Linked DNA regions of Mus musculus: region 2 is linked to region 1. Evidence: chromatin contacts called from public HiChIP or PLAC-seq data. All regions are on one chromosome and are shown on one strand. Each heading gives the region's core, a stretch centred on a gene start, on an enhancer-like site or on the middle of the called end of the contact. The rest is flanking DNA. Distances are from core to core; before and after follow the strand shown.

Region 1 (7,314 bases), core at 1,436-3,935:
GTGGATCTTATGGAGTTCTTGAGAAAATAGTGAATTTCCACATTAACCCATGTGCTGGCTGCTTTGCACACCAGATCCCAATGTGTAGCAACAGAAGGGGCAGGTCTAGGACACACTGCTCCTAGCAACAGGCAAACTCCTTCTGCCATCTGCTCTCACCCTCAGACACTGCTCTTCCGTTCTTCAAAGCCCACATTCAAGACAGGAATATGAATGAATGCTAAGGGGGCCAAGGTCCACTAGAGCCTTGAAAAGACCCTGTATGTCTTCCCCGTGGTAAGTATTCACTTGCTGACTGACTTCCACTATAAAAATATTTACTATATGCATGATTAAAACACTTCATGACTCCTACTGAGACAAGCTGTAGACTTCAGTGTGATTGCCTTTAATCTCCTTTTATGAACTGTCCTTCATGCTTTTAAGGTGGATCACAACCCTACGCAGGTGTTAAGCGTGGATGTTTTTAATCCATTTTTAGTCTTCAGATGCGTCTAGTTTTGTTCAGATGAAAAGGTCATTTAGTGCGTGCTGTTTGGGGGAGGGCTTGGGGAGCAGTGCGTCCCTCCGTGACCCCAGGGTACAGCAGTGCGTCCCTCCGTGACCCCAGGGAACAGCAGTGCGTCCCTCCGTGACCCCAGGGTACAGCAGTGCATCCCTCTGTGACCCCAGGGTACAGCAGTGTGTCACCCAGGGTACAGTGTCTTTGAGATCCAGGCACTTTTACAGCTTATATCGGTTCAGTTTTATTTGCTTTTTAAAAAATGGGTTTTAAGTGTTTTCCCTGCATGTATGTGCAGCTTGTGCATGTATGCCTGGCGCCTTCAGAGGTCAGAAGAGGAGTCAGATGCCCTGAAACTGGAGATATGGGTGGCTGTGAGCCTCTGTGAGTGTGCTGGGAACTGAACCTGGGTCCTGTACAAGAGCAACAAGTACTTGTAACCACTGAGTCATCACCAGCCCTGAGATTGGGTTGTTTGGGGTTTTTGTGTTCAAAGTTTATTTGTTTTATTTTATGTGTGTTAGTATGAGTGTTTTACTCATATGTATGTCTGTATCATGTGCAACCTGGGACTATAGTTAAGGACAATTGTGAATCACCATGTGCCTGTTGGAACTTGAGTCCAGGTCCCTAGCAAGAACAGGTGCTCTTAATCACTGAGCCAGCAATTCAGTCCCCTGCTTTAAAAAAAAAAAAAAAAAAAAAAAAAAAAAAAAAAAAATATATATATATATATATATATATATATACATACATACACTGAAGGGCTAGATCTTGGAGTGGCCAGCTTCCCTGGCTGTGTGCTGCCTCTTGGTCCCTGTGTACCAAGTGGTTCAGGTACCACTGCCCAAGTGACCTTTCTCTAGCTTATGTCTGTAGGGATTCTTGGCTGCACTCCCAGCCCCTACTCCAGACTTTAGCCTCTGAAACTTTGATCCCAGTGAACAGAGTTTCCTTTTTTAGAGGCTTTTGTTTTAGTGTGTGCTTCTAAGTGAATTAAGTGCATCTGGATCCCCTGGTCTTCTGCTGCATGAACCGCCCACCTCCACACCCTCTGTGAACAAATACGTGGCAGGTCCCCATCATGGGACTGCAGACAGAGTTGGGCTGTGTCTGATCCCTGCTCAGTGGGACTGGAAACCGCGACAGGTATCCAGAGTGTCCAGTGCTGGCACACTGTCCACCCCTCTCCCTGTGGCATCGTCTCCTCTCTAAACAGATTTTAAGACCTCTCCTGCCCAAGAACCTGTGATGCTAGCACTCAACTTACTAATTTCTTTCATTCCGTTACCAGGACAACTGCTGTCTACTCTCCATATCTCCTATGGCTCAGCCCAAGTATATGTCTCATTTCTAATCTAGGGTTCTTGGTCTGACATCATTGTTTTGGAATTCTGATGATCTCCCCCTGGTCCTTTGCTGCATGAACAAATTCTATTTTTTTCTTAGTCTCATTTGGGTCCTTTGTTTCCTTGGTTTCCTTTTTGGAGGAAAAATGAACCAGGCATCCATTTCTGACCTCTTAAAAACTTTCTCTCTACTTAGTCTTCAGTTCTGGACCAGATACTCCTCCATCAGTATCTGGTCCAGATGGTTCTCATGGCCACTCGCCTGGGCTGCTGTCTTCCATGTGTGTATGTCTCAAGCACACTGGCTAGGCAAACTGCTCTTCCCTCCTTCCTGGTGTATCTTGGCTTCACCGAACCCTTGTCACTTTCCTCACAGCATCAAGAGTCATCCCTTTGGGAGACTATCTCTGGTCCTCCAGCTCCAGGCCTGTGTGCTCTCTTCTCTGTGTATCAAACAACCACTTATTCTGGGCCTTGTCCTGGGTGCTGAGGGTCACAGGACACACCCCCACGCTGCATTGTGGTTGTTTGTCCATCCACACTGTGCATCTGTCTCTCCCCAAGCTGGACCCTCCCTTGCCTCATCTAGCTCTCAATGGTGTTTGTCAAGAGCAGATCTGATGGTGCCAGTTTCCTTTCTTTCTCTCCTCCCTCTTTTCTGTCTTTTCAGCACCTCTCCCAGAAGCCAAAAAAAAAGGAGGAGGAAAGAGAAGTTCATAATTATGAGATTAGGCAGATCCAATTTCATCCCATCCACTCTGTCTTCTACGTGGGGTTTGTTTGAGCATTCAGAGAGACCCACGGTGGAGGCTGAATCTATCCTTTGTTTGCTAGATGTACTCAGCTGTGGCCAGCAACAGAGGTTTCCTTTCTGCTCTGTCCTTTGTTCAGGGCCTTACCGTAACTAGTCCTTTAAAAAGTCCCTGAGAGAGAGGAGGGTTCTATATTCTCAGAAGGCCTGTGCCTTAGAATACTAGACAACTGACTCAGGGTCTACAGATATTTTCACCTTGTAATATTGTTCTTCCTTTCTCCCCAAACGAAGAAAGTAACCAAGTATCCTAAAAACACAAAGCAAGACAATTATTTTGGAATTGATTATCAGTTGGTTTGCCAGATAAACTACAGAACACATAATTCAGCTTGCATTTTAGGAAAGCAGTGAATGAAGAGGTTTGGCTCAGAGGAACCTAGGGCCCTGGACATGTTAAATATCTGCTCTATCAATGAGCTACATTCTACTCTGAACATTTTTTTAGTCTAAATATGTCTCAAATATTTCACAGAACTATTTAAATTATTTTCTAAAATTCAACATAAGTGGAGAACCCTGTATCTTATACACTAATGCTGTCACCATGTATTACTGGCAGTGCAAGTTTTAGCTCTCAATTTGCAGCTGTGGTAATGTTTCAAAGGAACAGCTTAGTGTTTGACGTAGGTAGGCTCTGTTGGCAGCCATATTTCTAGTAAACCACTTAGCCTTAACTGGACAAGCAGTAGGAAGAAGGCTCCCGTATTTTCTCATGTCATACCTACTAGAGAAATGGAGGTTTTCTCGTGTGAAATGTATCTGGCTTCGTTCAGACAAGTGGGAGGAAACATGAAAACATGAAGATACTCACAGTCGCGGGGGGGGGAGGGGGGGGCACGGAATCCCCACCCCAGCCAGGCTCAGGCCTGAGTGCACTGTGCAGTAACCTGGAAACCATCACTAAGCAACTGCTCAGGACCCACCTGGGATGCTGAGTCACTTAGTTCCATGATCGGGGGACCAACACTGCTGCTCAGCCTCAGCTGGCCAGTGCACTGTCTAAAACTCAGCATGGTGTCTCTAGTCCAGAGGGTCACAGCTGGGGCTGGGCAGTGTGCAGATAGGAAGGACTCTGCAAAGTCTTTCCCTAAGTTCCCAGTGGGCTCAGAACATACCATACCCTGCCTCACCAGCGTGACCTGGGCCTTCAGACTGCATTCACCCAAGCTGACACCAGACAAAACTGGGGTTCCATTAGCAAGAAAAGCAGGGACGAGGGGACTCTGATTACCCCTTAAAAGTAAAAGCCTGCGTGTCATATGCTTACCACAATCAATGCTAAGGCTCAAGTACACAGTGTTAAAAATCACTTTTAAATATTTATATTTTAATTAATTATATGTGCATATGTCTGTCTGGGTATGTGCCTGTGAGTGCAGGTGCCCATGGAGGCCAGGGATCTCAGATGCCCTGGAGCTGGAAACAGAGAGTCGTGAGCCAAGACACATACTTGCTGAGTATGGAACTCCAGCTCTGTCCTTCTGTGGTACAAGGTCATCTCCCCAGCCATAGTCGATTCTGTCTGTATCCACTGTGTTTAGAAAATTCAACTCCAGGCTGTGACTCCTGAATTGAAGAACCTAGGTCTTAGTCAGTGAGGTGATTCACACCTGAAACAGCAGCACTTGAGATGCTGAAGCAGGGAGCGTGTGCAGCAAGGGCGAGCCCAGCAGAGGCTACAGCATGCAACTCTGTCTCCTGCCCAAAAAATCTGTCTGTTTACGCTGCATTTTATCATCATGTGTGTGCATGTTTATATGATACGAGTGTGAATGGCCATATTCATGTGCAGGAAGAGGTCAGAGGGCATTTATAAGTAACTTCTTTCCTTCTACTGTGAGTTCGAGGCCGATGCATTACCTGCTGGCCCAAGAACCTCTTACCAGCACTGTTTCCAGGTTACCCCATAGTTAGGTTACTGTGTACATAGTGAATTGATATGGAAAATGTTAGTCCTGTGAGGACATATGTTGACCTGGGAGTATTCTATCACTTTTGGAGTTGATTGGCATTTTAACTAAAACCATATTTGTATGAAGCTTAAAGTAAGTGGAGAACATTAACGATACTATCTTGATTTAAAGCATGCCAGAACCAACACTCACATGCCCTGTGCCCATGTGAATTATAGAACATGTGGTGGTTTGAATAGGTTTCCCTCCATAGACTCATGCAATTGAATGTTTGACTCATAGGGAGTGGCACTACTAGGAGGCGTGACCTTATTGGAGGAGCTGTGTCACTGTGGGGATGGGCTTGGAGGTCTCTTGATGCTCAAGCTCCACCCAATGTGGAATCAGAGTCTTCTGGCTGCCTTTGAAAGGCAGGCCTCCCCTGCTGCCTGCAGATCAAATGCAGAATTCTCGGCTTCTCCAGTGCCAGGCCTGCCTGCACACCGCCATGCTTCCTGCCATGATGACAATGGACTGGACCTCTGAAGCTGGAAGTCCACCCCAATTAAATGTTATCCCTTAGAAGAGTTGCCTTGGTCATGGTGTCTGTGAACAGTAATAGAAACCCTAACTAAGACAAACTATATCCACATTTTAGAACTATTAACATTGGAATAGGAAAATTACAATTTAAAATTGAAGTCTAGGCAACACCAATTTTTGCTGCTCACAGAAAATGTTTCTTCTGTTTTCTGCTCTTGCAAACTCCACAGCCTCCCTGTGTGACAGCCACTGATAATGAGGACCAGTTTTCTCCCTCTTGAATGTAGGGTATAAATAGATATTTGTTGATAAAACTACTCTTTGCTATTTAAAAAAAAGCAAACAATGTTGGATCTCTTTTAGCCTACTTTTTCTGCTGAAAACACATGTACAAAATACCCAGTTATCCTAGAAGTGTTGGTTACCACCTGGACGGAGGCCTTTTGTTGAGTGTGTGTCTATATATTTCCCTGTGGCTCACCTCTACTTTTGAGGTACTGTGATCTGAAAGGCATCCTTTTCCTTACTGGAATCATTCCTTTCTCCCTTAGACTACAGTATTGATATTTGTTAAATTGTTTTTTGGGGGCTCAGAGGTCCTGAGTTCAATTCCCAGGAACCACATGGTAACTCATAACCATCTATAATGTGATCTGATGCCCTCTTCTGGCATGCAGGTGTGCATGCAGATAGAGCACTTTTATACAGTGTGTGTGTGTGTGTGTGTGTGTGTGTGTGTGTAAGTGTAAGCATTATGTGTCACAGCATATGTGAGGAAGGCCAAAGAGAACTTGTAGGAAACACCCCCATCAAACCATGTGGATCGTAGCAGTGATACAGGCCTTCAAGCTTGAAGCAAGTGCCCTTACCTGCTAAGCCTTCTCTCCAAGCCATCTCTCTGGCCCCAGACTACAGTACCATTGGCTCAGGTGAGAATAGGATTTCACAGCTGTCAGGTAAGATGCCTCCTGCTGTGCTAAGTCCCTGGTTGTTGATAAGGCAATTGCACAGATCAATAGGATTCTTTCCCATCACCAGTCATAGTAAATAATGAAAGGCTAGCCAACTCAGAAATGTAAGACTTAATAGAAGATAAATAAAAGCAACGCCGATTTTCATTGGCAGCGTTAAGATCCTGTTCCTTTCTTACCTTTTTAATGCAGTGCTAGGAACAGAGCCCAAGGCTTTACGCATAGTCAGCAAGGTTTCTACCACCAAGTTCACCCTTCCGGCCCCATCTGAAGACTTGTAATCCACATTAGCGGAAATGGTATATCTGTACCCCCACGGTTGTTTGTCTCCGCGGCAACAAAGATAAAGCTTGTCCGTGAGGAGAGATGAAGCACAGTGGAGTGGACAGTTTGCTTTTGTTGACAGGTTAGTCTCTCCCACAAAGGGCGTGTTCTGGAGTCTAGCACAAGCTTTAAAAGGCGGAGATCCCTTAGCAGCAGGCTACAAAGCAAACAACTTTGGCGTTTTGGTTTTCAGCTCTCATGTCTCTTGTAAAGTGTTTAATTGTTATTTAAATTTTAATAATGTCATTGGCCTGCACGTTGTTTTTCTTCTATTTAAAAAGCTGTCAAGGGGGTTGGAGAGGTGGCTCAGCAGTTAAGAGCACTTGCTGCTCAGTCATGAACACTGGAGTTCAGCATCCACCTCAGCCTGTCCACAGACTTCCTCCCCCCTCCACGATCCAAAGGATATGAACAATCTCTTCTGCCACACGCTCACACTGGAACACACCACACACACACACACACACACACACACACACATAATTGAAAAAAATTTTTTTAATTAAAAAAATATTGAATCCTGTTAAAGGGCTCTATGATACAGTTTCCATGGGAACAACATCCTGATGGGCTGTATAAGACTTTAGTGATGTAGTTGTCTGGGGGTCACTTATGCCTCTCTAGGATACCCCTCGGATAGTTTGATAAGCAAACCCAACAAACTCACTGGTCCCCTAAACTGAAAATAAAATTGAAAGTCCTTTATGAATGTGGTAAATTTTTTTTAGTGGAAAAAAGGTTTTTTGCACAAACTTATTAGCAAGATTGATTTTTACAGTGGCATTTTTGGTATAATTATGTTATTATTAGTTCAACTTTATATTCTTTTCCTAAATGACAAATGACAACACTATTGAGGCGCGATAACATCTTGGAGCATACATATTGATTTCCCCTCACAGCGTAGGAGGCCTGGCCT
Region 2 (7,314 bases), core at 1,806-4,305, 200 kb after region 1:
TCTGCCACGAAAATCAAATAAATAGGGGTTATAGGGTTGCATGTACTTAGAGATTATGTGTAGAATCTTGGGCACACTGAAAGGAAAATAGGGGCTGCATTTAGTTCCACAGCAGTACTCCAGAGTACTCCGGCAATAGCTGTTGTGCCTTCTGACAAACGGAGACAAAAAATAAGAAAGGTTATGAAACAAAATCACTGGAAAGTTACAACTGGTAAGCAGTGGAATAATGTACTAAAGATTAAAAATTACGCACGCCTTTAATCCCAGTACTCGGGAGGCAGGCGGATTTCTGAGTTCGAGGCCAGCCTGGTCTACAAAGTGAGTTCCAGGACATCCAGGACTATACAGAGAAACCCTGTCTCAAAAAAACAAAAAACAAAACAAAACAAACAAAAAAAAAAGGCAGGAGAGATGGCTCAGCGGGTAAGAGCACTGACTGCTCTTTCAGAGGTCCTGAGTTCAAGTCCCAGCTCACAACCATCTGTAATGGGATCCAATGCCCTCTTCTGGTGTGTCTGAAGACAGCAACAATGTACTCACATACATTAAATAAATAAATAAATAAATAAATAAATAAATAAATAAAAATTACTTGACAGGAATTACTTTCTGTTCTTATGAATTTGGGAGGATTCAGGTCCTTCTCTTTATCTTCCTCTTTTTTCTCGGTGTTTTCATTGCTCATTTTAGACTAACATATAGGATCTAGCTTCTACGTTTCCATTATTCACCACCTATTGAACATTTAAACAGAACAAACACTGTTGCTTGTGGTCAAAGATTGTTGAAGTTTTTACAGGAAAAGCGTGCTGTGGTTTCTATCACAAGTAGATGAACTAGATTAAGTTCGGTCGAGTTTTGACTGTGCCATATAAGACGTCCTTTACTATTACCCGCAGTCATGTAGCGCTAAAGACAAATCGCGATGGTAGAATTGAAATACTAAAGGTTCACATAAAATCCTGGCTCGTGGAAGACTGAGACAGGAGGCTGCAGACTGGGCCTTCGGGGCCAGAACTTGCACACACCATAACAGAAAAATAAATAAATAAATAAATAAATAAATAAATAAAAATAAAAAAAGGCAGAAAGAGGGGCAAGATAAAGAAGTAAAAAGGTAATGGCTATGAGTGTTGTCCCACCAAAGTTCCAGCTCTTACATTACAAGCCTCTGCCGCCAGGCTGCTATGTTGACACCCTAGCCTTCCCACTAACTAGTGTCCCTACACCTCAGGCAAGTTAATTAGCCAACTATGAAATGATAAAAATAGTGCCTATTCTGAGGATTAGAAGAATATTCTGTGTAAGATGCTTACCACAGTGCCTGCCACATGGTACATGTCTGACAAATGGAACCACTATGACCCAGTGACAGCTGTGGCAGAATTAAGTTAATACAAATTATATATAGCCGCTACTATTTTGGGCCTTGTTTTCTATTTGAGAATTTAGCAATCTTTCCACAAGGATTTTACCCAAAAGAATATATCTCAAAGGTAATTTCTTTCCATTTGTGTAGCACAACTTTAGTTTATGTTCATATTTTTTTCTGCAAACATATGCTTCCTGTAGTTTCCTAAGTAGTATATGTGTATATGTATGTATATATATATATATATATATATATATATATACACACACACACCAAACCAAATGGTCAATTTACTTTTCAATTATAGCTCTTATTTTACATCAATTCAGTTTTTAATTTTTATTTTATTATTTTTATTTTATTATTTTTATTTTATTATTTATTTATTTATTTTATTTTTATTTACATCAATTTATGTTTATGATTATGTTTAATCAGTTTATGTTCAGGTTTTTTTTTTTAACAAATATATGCTTCCCATAGTTCCCTAAATTACTATGCATTTGGTAGTCTATATATACACTAAATGGTCAATTTACTTTTCAATGATAGCTTTTATTTTACATTGTAAATAAGTTATGTTTGTGAATAAACAGTTTATAAATGTACCATTTATGATCATAGTTAATTTTATAAATATCTCAAAATATTTTAATAACTTAGAAGGTTTATGAAAGTATTCTTTTTGTCTTAATTCTTGAACTGCTGGATTTAAAGGATACAACAATATAACATTAGCTTAAGAGTCTGAGTCAGAAATCGTAGCATTAGAGCTGACAATACAGTCTGTCAACAAAATGTTCAAGAATTGAACACTAGATTCTTCTTGCTTGCATGGAATTCTGAGCTTTGCCCAGCATTGTATGCTATTGTGGTTTTGTGGAGTCTACAAACATACTGTTAATAACGATTATTTTTAGTTTTTTAATTAGTGTATAGTAATTGTCCAAAATATCCACTTCATTATGGCCTTTCCTGCATGTCTACAATCAGTCCAACATTTAAAAGTCACTTAACTGGGAATGGACTTTAGTAACGAGATACCAAGTCAAAGCACAGGCTTCGAGTCTGTGCCATTGGAGTGTCTATAGCCACATCTGTGTCCAGGGCAGCAATATGAATGGGAGGTGTCTTGAGCACTCGGGCCACCCCAGGCAACAGTGGGTAGCAGTGCCACCCTTCCATAGATCAGATCAGTAAGGAGAAAAGGCGCCTGGTAAGGTTCAGAACATTTGTGTATAGTCATGTAAGCACAAAACCAACACCATGTCTCGAATTCCCGAGAGACGCTATCGGCCATCCCTGAGGTCAGGTGACAGGTGTTATGTGTATTCTCTCTGGGTTAAGGAACAACTCTGAAGAACTTCAGCACATACAGTGCTATAGTTAACACCGCTACACCCAGAGGTAGAATGGAGAGGCAAGGAAAAGGGAAGGAAACAGCCACAGTCTCAACTGAGGAGAGGCAGCGGAGGCATGCGTGCACCTGCAAGTTCGCCTTAGTAAAAGAAGAGAGAGGAGATTAAATGAGCTCCGAGACACTGGGCTGAGTTACCTCCCAGACACTCCCTCCCGCTCCTGTGGCCAATTAGTCCTCCATGCCCAGAGAGCAACCAATAGGAGAGACCGGAGGAGGAGCACTGCTCTTTAAGCAGCGGAGCCCGCTCCCCGGGGACTCTCACTCTGAGCTGGGAGAGTCACAGCATTCCGTGTCTCATCATTATGTCCTTGCAGGTAAGCCAGATCTGGGAAGGCCATGCCAAAGCAATTATCCGAAGCGCTCTGATGGGGCGAGAGGAGGTGTGGTAGCCCTGGGACAGGACAGGGGCAGGTAACCCCCAGGAGCCTTCTGCTGCTGCGACCCTGCAGTGACTCCCACACCTGCCTAAGCAGTGTGGGGCAGTATATTTCACAATATATTGTACTTCACCATCTGTTGACAAGGACCCAGGATCTCTATAGCAACCTGTTTGGCCCTCTGGGAAAATTACCCAGATCTGAAGAATTGACAAGCTCCTGGGGGCGGGGGCTTCTTCACCTCTCTCTCTTAACAACTCCAGGAAGCAAGTGACATCCATTGGGGTCTCCACATCCCCTTGCTCTTGGGGACCTCGGGAGATTTTCATAGATGTGTTTTGTTGAATAACAGGGCTAGATTATAAAGCTCTGACTTTACTGTTTTATTGATAAGAGTGAAAAGAGAATAAATAGGAATTAAAAACCAGGAAGCCCTTTTCTCAGATAAACACATATAGGTTGCTTTTATATATAAATGCCCTCTTTCTATGTGTGTATAATGAAAGGTGTGCGCGCGCACGAGTTCTATCTGCTGGCAAGCCTGGAGATCAGAACCTTCAGAATGCACATGGTAGAGAGAGAGAAGTGTCCCTTGCAATTGTTCCCTGACCTCCAAATGCATGCCATGGTACATGTGCACCCGCATATATGCCGTAATAAACATAGAGCAAATAAAAGAGGAGAGAGGCAGTTAAATGAGCTACCTCCATGGGCAGCATTTAAAGCAGCATTGGAGAAGGGAATCTTTAGGATTTAAAAGTTAAAGAATATCACGAAGGGACAATGAGCTAAGGCATATGAATGCCACCCTGACAATAGGGCAGCATTGAAGGCTAGCCTTAGTTCAATAATTAAAATTGATACAGGGTGTGGGTTTCTATTACTATCAGTGTTGAATGTATTAAATCTATTATTGCTGTAATGAAAATGTTCTTTCATTTCGATAAAATAAGATTCTAGTTTTAAAAAATATATACTTGCTAGATATCAGCATCAGTATGATCAAAGAAAACTGGAATTGCAGTCACTGAAAGTTTAAGTCACTTTGTTTATGCTTAAAGAATAAATTGTTACAAATGAAAAGTTCTTAAAACATATGTGTATTATTTCAATTTGAAATTCTTACCAATGTAGTAATATAACAAAACATGCATTATATTCTAGATGTGGGAGTGTTAGTTCAAGTCAGGAGTGACAGTACACACCTGTCATCCCAGCACTCAGGACTCGGAGACAGGAGAATCAGGAGTCCTAGGCCATCCTTAGCTAGGTGGCAGACTCAAAGCAGTGTGCTACATGAGACCCTGTTTCGGAAAACCACAAAGTACTTCAAGCAGAAGAGAAAGATAAAGGCAGGTTAGAAACCCATTAAGAGAAGGGATGAGGCATGTGTGGATCAGTCTGCAGGTTACCTAGCATTCGGGAGTCCCTGGGTTCAATAGAAACGTAGGGTGATCATTTAAGTGTGATGTTCCAGGATAGACAAGGCAACATATGCAAATCCTAACACACCCACGCTCTCTCAGACACACACTCATTGCTCACACACACACACCCTCACACAAACTCATGCTCACACACATACACACACAGACTCATGCACACTGACACACCCTCACACACACTCATGCTCACACACATACATACACAGACTCACACACACTGACACACACATCTTCACACAGACTCATGGGTACTCACACATGCTCACACAGACTCATGAGTACTCACACATGCTCACACAGACTCATGAGTACTCACACAAGCTCACACAGACTCATGCACACTGACATACACACTCACACACCTCATGCTCATACATATACACACACAGACTCACATTGACTCATGCACACTGATGCACACACACACACTCACACATATACTGGCAGTTCATCAGCACACTGAGAGAACTGGTAAGTACTTGTTACAAACACCGTAACCTTGGGAACCCGGTAGATACCAAAGATGTGGTATTTTGATAACTTGTTCCTGGGTCTAAAATGATTTCGAAAATCCAAGTTTAAAATTATAATAAAAGTAAAAAACATATTGGCAAGCCAGCAGCTAGTGCTGGCTAGGGTATTCAAATGCCTTTTCTCTTCAGAATGGAAATGGCGTTAGGATAGACATTATGTACCTTCTGGGTGTTGTTAATGGCTCACTAATGGAAACGAAAGTGAGGGCATGTTCTTTGTTGTTGTTGTTGTTGTTGTTGTTGTTGTTGTTGTTGTTGTTGTTTTAATACTGGTATAAATGTTGGCAGATTGTTCTGGAAGTGAAAACAGAATTCCTTCTTTAGTTACAATCTCCCAATTTTATTTATAAATTATAACACAGATCCTTTTTGTGTGGGGGGGTGGGAGGGTTAATTTTTCAAAAAAGAATCTTGCTATGTAGCCCAAGCTAGCCTCCAGTTTCAGCTGATCCTACTGCCTCAGCTTCTCTAGTGTTAGTATTGCAGGTGTTTACTTTCACACCTGGTCTGACGGACATTTTACTTAGACTCGTTTCCTTCCTAGATTATGAAGATGAAGCAGGGGGCTGGGGCTGGGGATGTGGATGTATCTCTCCTGGCCTGGAGATGTAGCAGTGGTAAAATGTTTGCAGGAAACCCTGACCTTGACCCCAAACACCACAGAAATGGGGGAGGGGAACATGCCTTTAATTCCAGCACTTGGGAAGCAGAGGCAGGTGGACCTCTGAGATCAAGGCCAGTCTGGTCTATAGATCGAGTTCCAGGAGAGCCAGGGCTAAACAGAGAAACCCTACCTTGAAAAACCAACCAGCCAACCAAACAAGAGTAGTGGTGTATGTGGAGAGGTGATTTTATAATCAGAAGACACACACATACACACACACATGCACACACACAGTGTGTGTGATTCAAATAACTTAAGTTCTTTGACTGAGAAAATTATCTTCCTAGTTCAGTGTTCAGCAAGGGAGAGCTGCTCAAAGGGCTTTATGAAGCTCATGTGTGGGCTGACTGCTCTCACTTTCTATAGGAGGTGACGTAAGTCAACTGTGCGTCACCTTCAGGGGCTGTCTTCAGAAGGGAGAGATTTGATCAGAAGTGTCCAGAAGTCCCATGCGGTCCTTTGATATGGTGTCCTGTGCTCATTGTGAATGTCATTCCTGACACAGGATGGGAACAGGAGGGCCTTAAAGCACACTCATGAACATTCCATGGGCAGATGAAGGTCATACCCAACAAAGACGCTGTAATCTTACTCAGCAGAGACAGAATTGCCTGCCATAGAGCCCAGCTCCCAGAGCACAGGAATATAGGGAAGGTGGCATTCTTTTGGCCCAGAATGCTTTGAGAGTCACTGTCAACTGCCACATATGTAAAGATGTTTCAACTGTGATAACTCTCTGATCCACTCACCAAGGATGTACATAATGGTCTCTGACTTGACTCCTGCCCTAGGTCAGCAGATGAGGGCTTGAGAGTAGATACAAAGGTGAATGTAAAGTAATTACATAATTTAAGATAGTAACATAAATTAAATTACGCCTGCCCTTTATTCTGGGTATCTTGGGGAACACACGATGGAATTCGACCCAGCCTTTATGTTCAGCCCTAGTGATTTCCATCCAGAATGTCAGGAGCAGCTTTTCCAGTCTGTGCTGCACACTGGATGCCTGCATACCCTTACCCAAGATTCACTGCAAGCACGGCTTCTGAAGCAGCCACTTTCCTGCAGCCACTCCCATTCCCACTTCTGTTGTCAGAACAATGGCTGCTCACCCACTCTTCTCTGTAAAGAGATTTCTCTCCAGCATTTGTTATAGAGCAGGGAGGAGAGGGGAGGGAAGGGGAGGGGAGAAGAGGGGAGGAGAAATTACCAAAAAAACTTTTGTTCAGGATGAGACACATTTTCTAATCAACTCAAAGTAAGATAACCAACTTCATTTTCCTGGAAATCAGTTGACATGAGACATAATTTTAAAAAAATTAGATTTTATGTGTGAACCTGTCTTGCAGGTGTGTATGTGCACCACACGTGTGCCGTTGGCATGTCCTTGCTATCTTTTACCCTAGGCTGATTTTGACCAGGCCGCACAAGACGTGAGGAAGCTGAAAAGCAGACCGGAAGATGAAGAACTCAAGGAACTCTACGGGCTCTACAAGCAGT

The links. HiChIP or PLAC-seq counts read pairs in DNA pulled down with a chosen protein or histone mark.
Region 2: a contact with region 1 is called in an H3K4me3 HiChIP or PLAC-seq map of stem cell-derived neural progenitor cells, with 26 read pairs. The contact joins the promoter of Acbd7 here to the enhancer-like site in region 1. A contact is called at or near these places in 1 of 15 datasets of contacts at CTCF or cohesin (the NIH/3T3 cell line), 7 of 484 Hi-C or Micro-C datasets (LSK cells, cardiomyocytes, embryonic stem cells and 4 more), 7 of 115 datasets of contacts at active chromatin or transcription factors (embryonic limb bud, embryonic stem cells, extraembryonic endoderm stem cells and 3 more) and 1 of 9 other capture datasets (pancreatic islet).

Annotation. Positions count from the first base shown.
Region 1 is chr2:3,137,131-3,144,444 of GRCm38.p6, forward strand. The region is part of intron 1 of Fam171a1 (family with sequence similarity 171, member A1); the gene reads left to right. Among named protein-coding and RNA genes, the nearest start is that of Fam171a1, 22 kb to the left of the region's middle. Within about 2 kb of position 2,686, at least 50 of the 459 cell types and tissues checked have an H3K27ac peak or open chromatin away from gene starts, as enhancers often do. A contact at or near this core is called in neural progenitor cells, pancreatic islet and stem cell-derived neural progenitor cells, where this site is marked.
Region 2 is chr2:3,333,113-3,340,426 of GRCm38.p6, forward strand. It overlaps Acbd7 (acyl-Coenzyme A binding domain containing 7), which reads left to right and starts at 3,056. Exons shown (of 4, transcript NM_030063.2): 1 at 3,056-3,109; 2 at 7,221-7,314. The coding sequence starts at 3,098.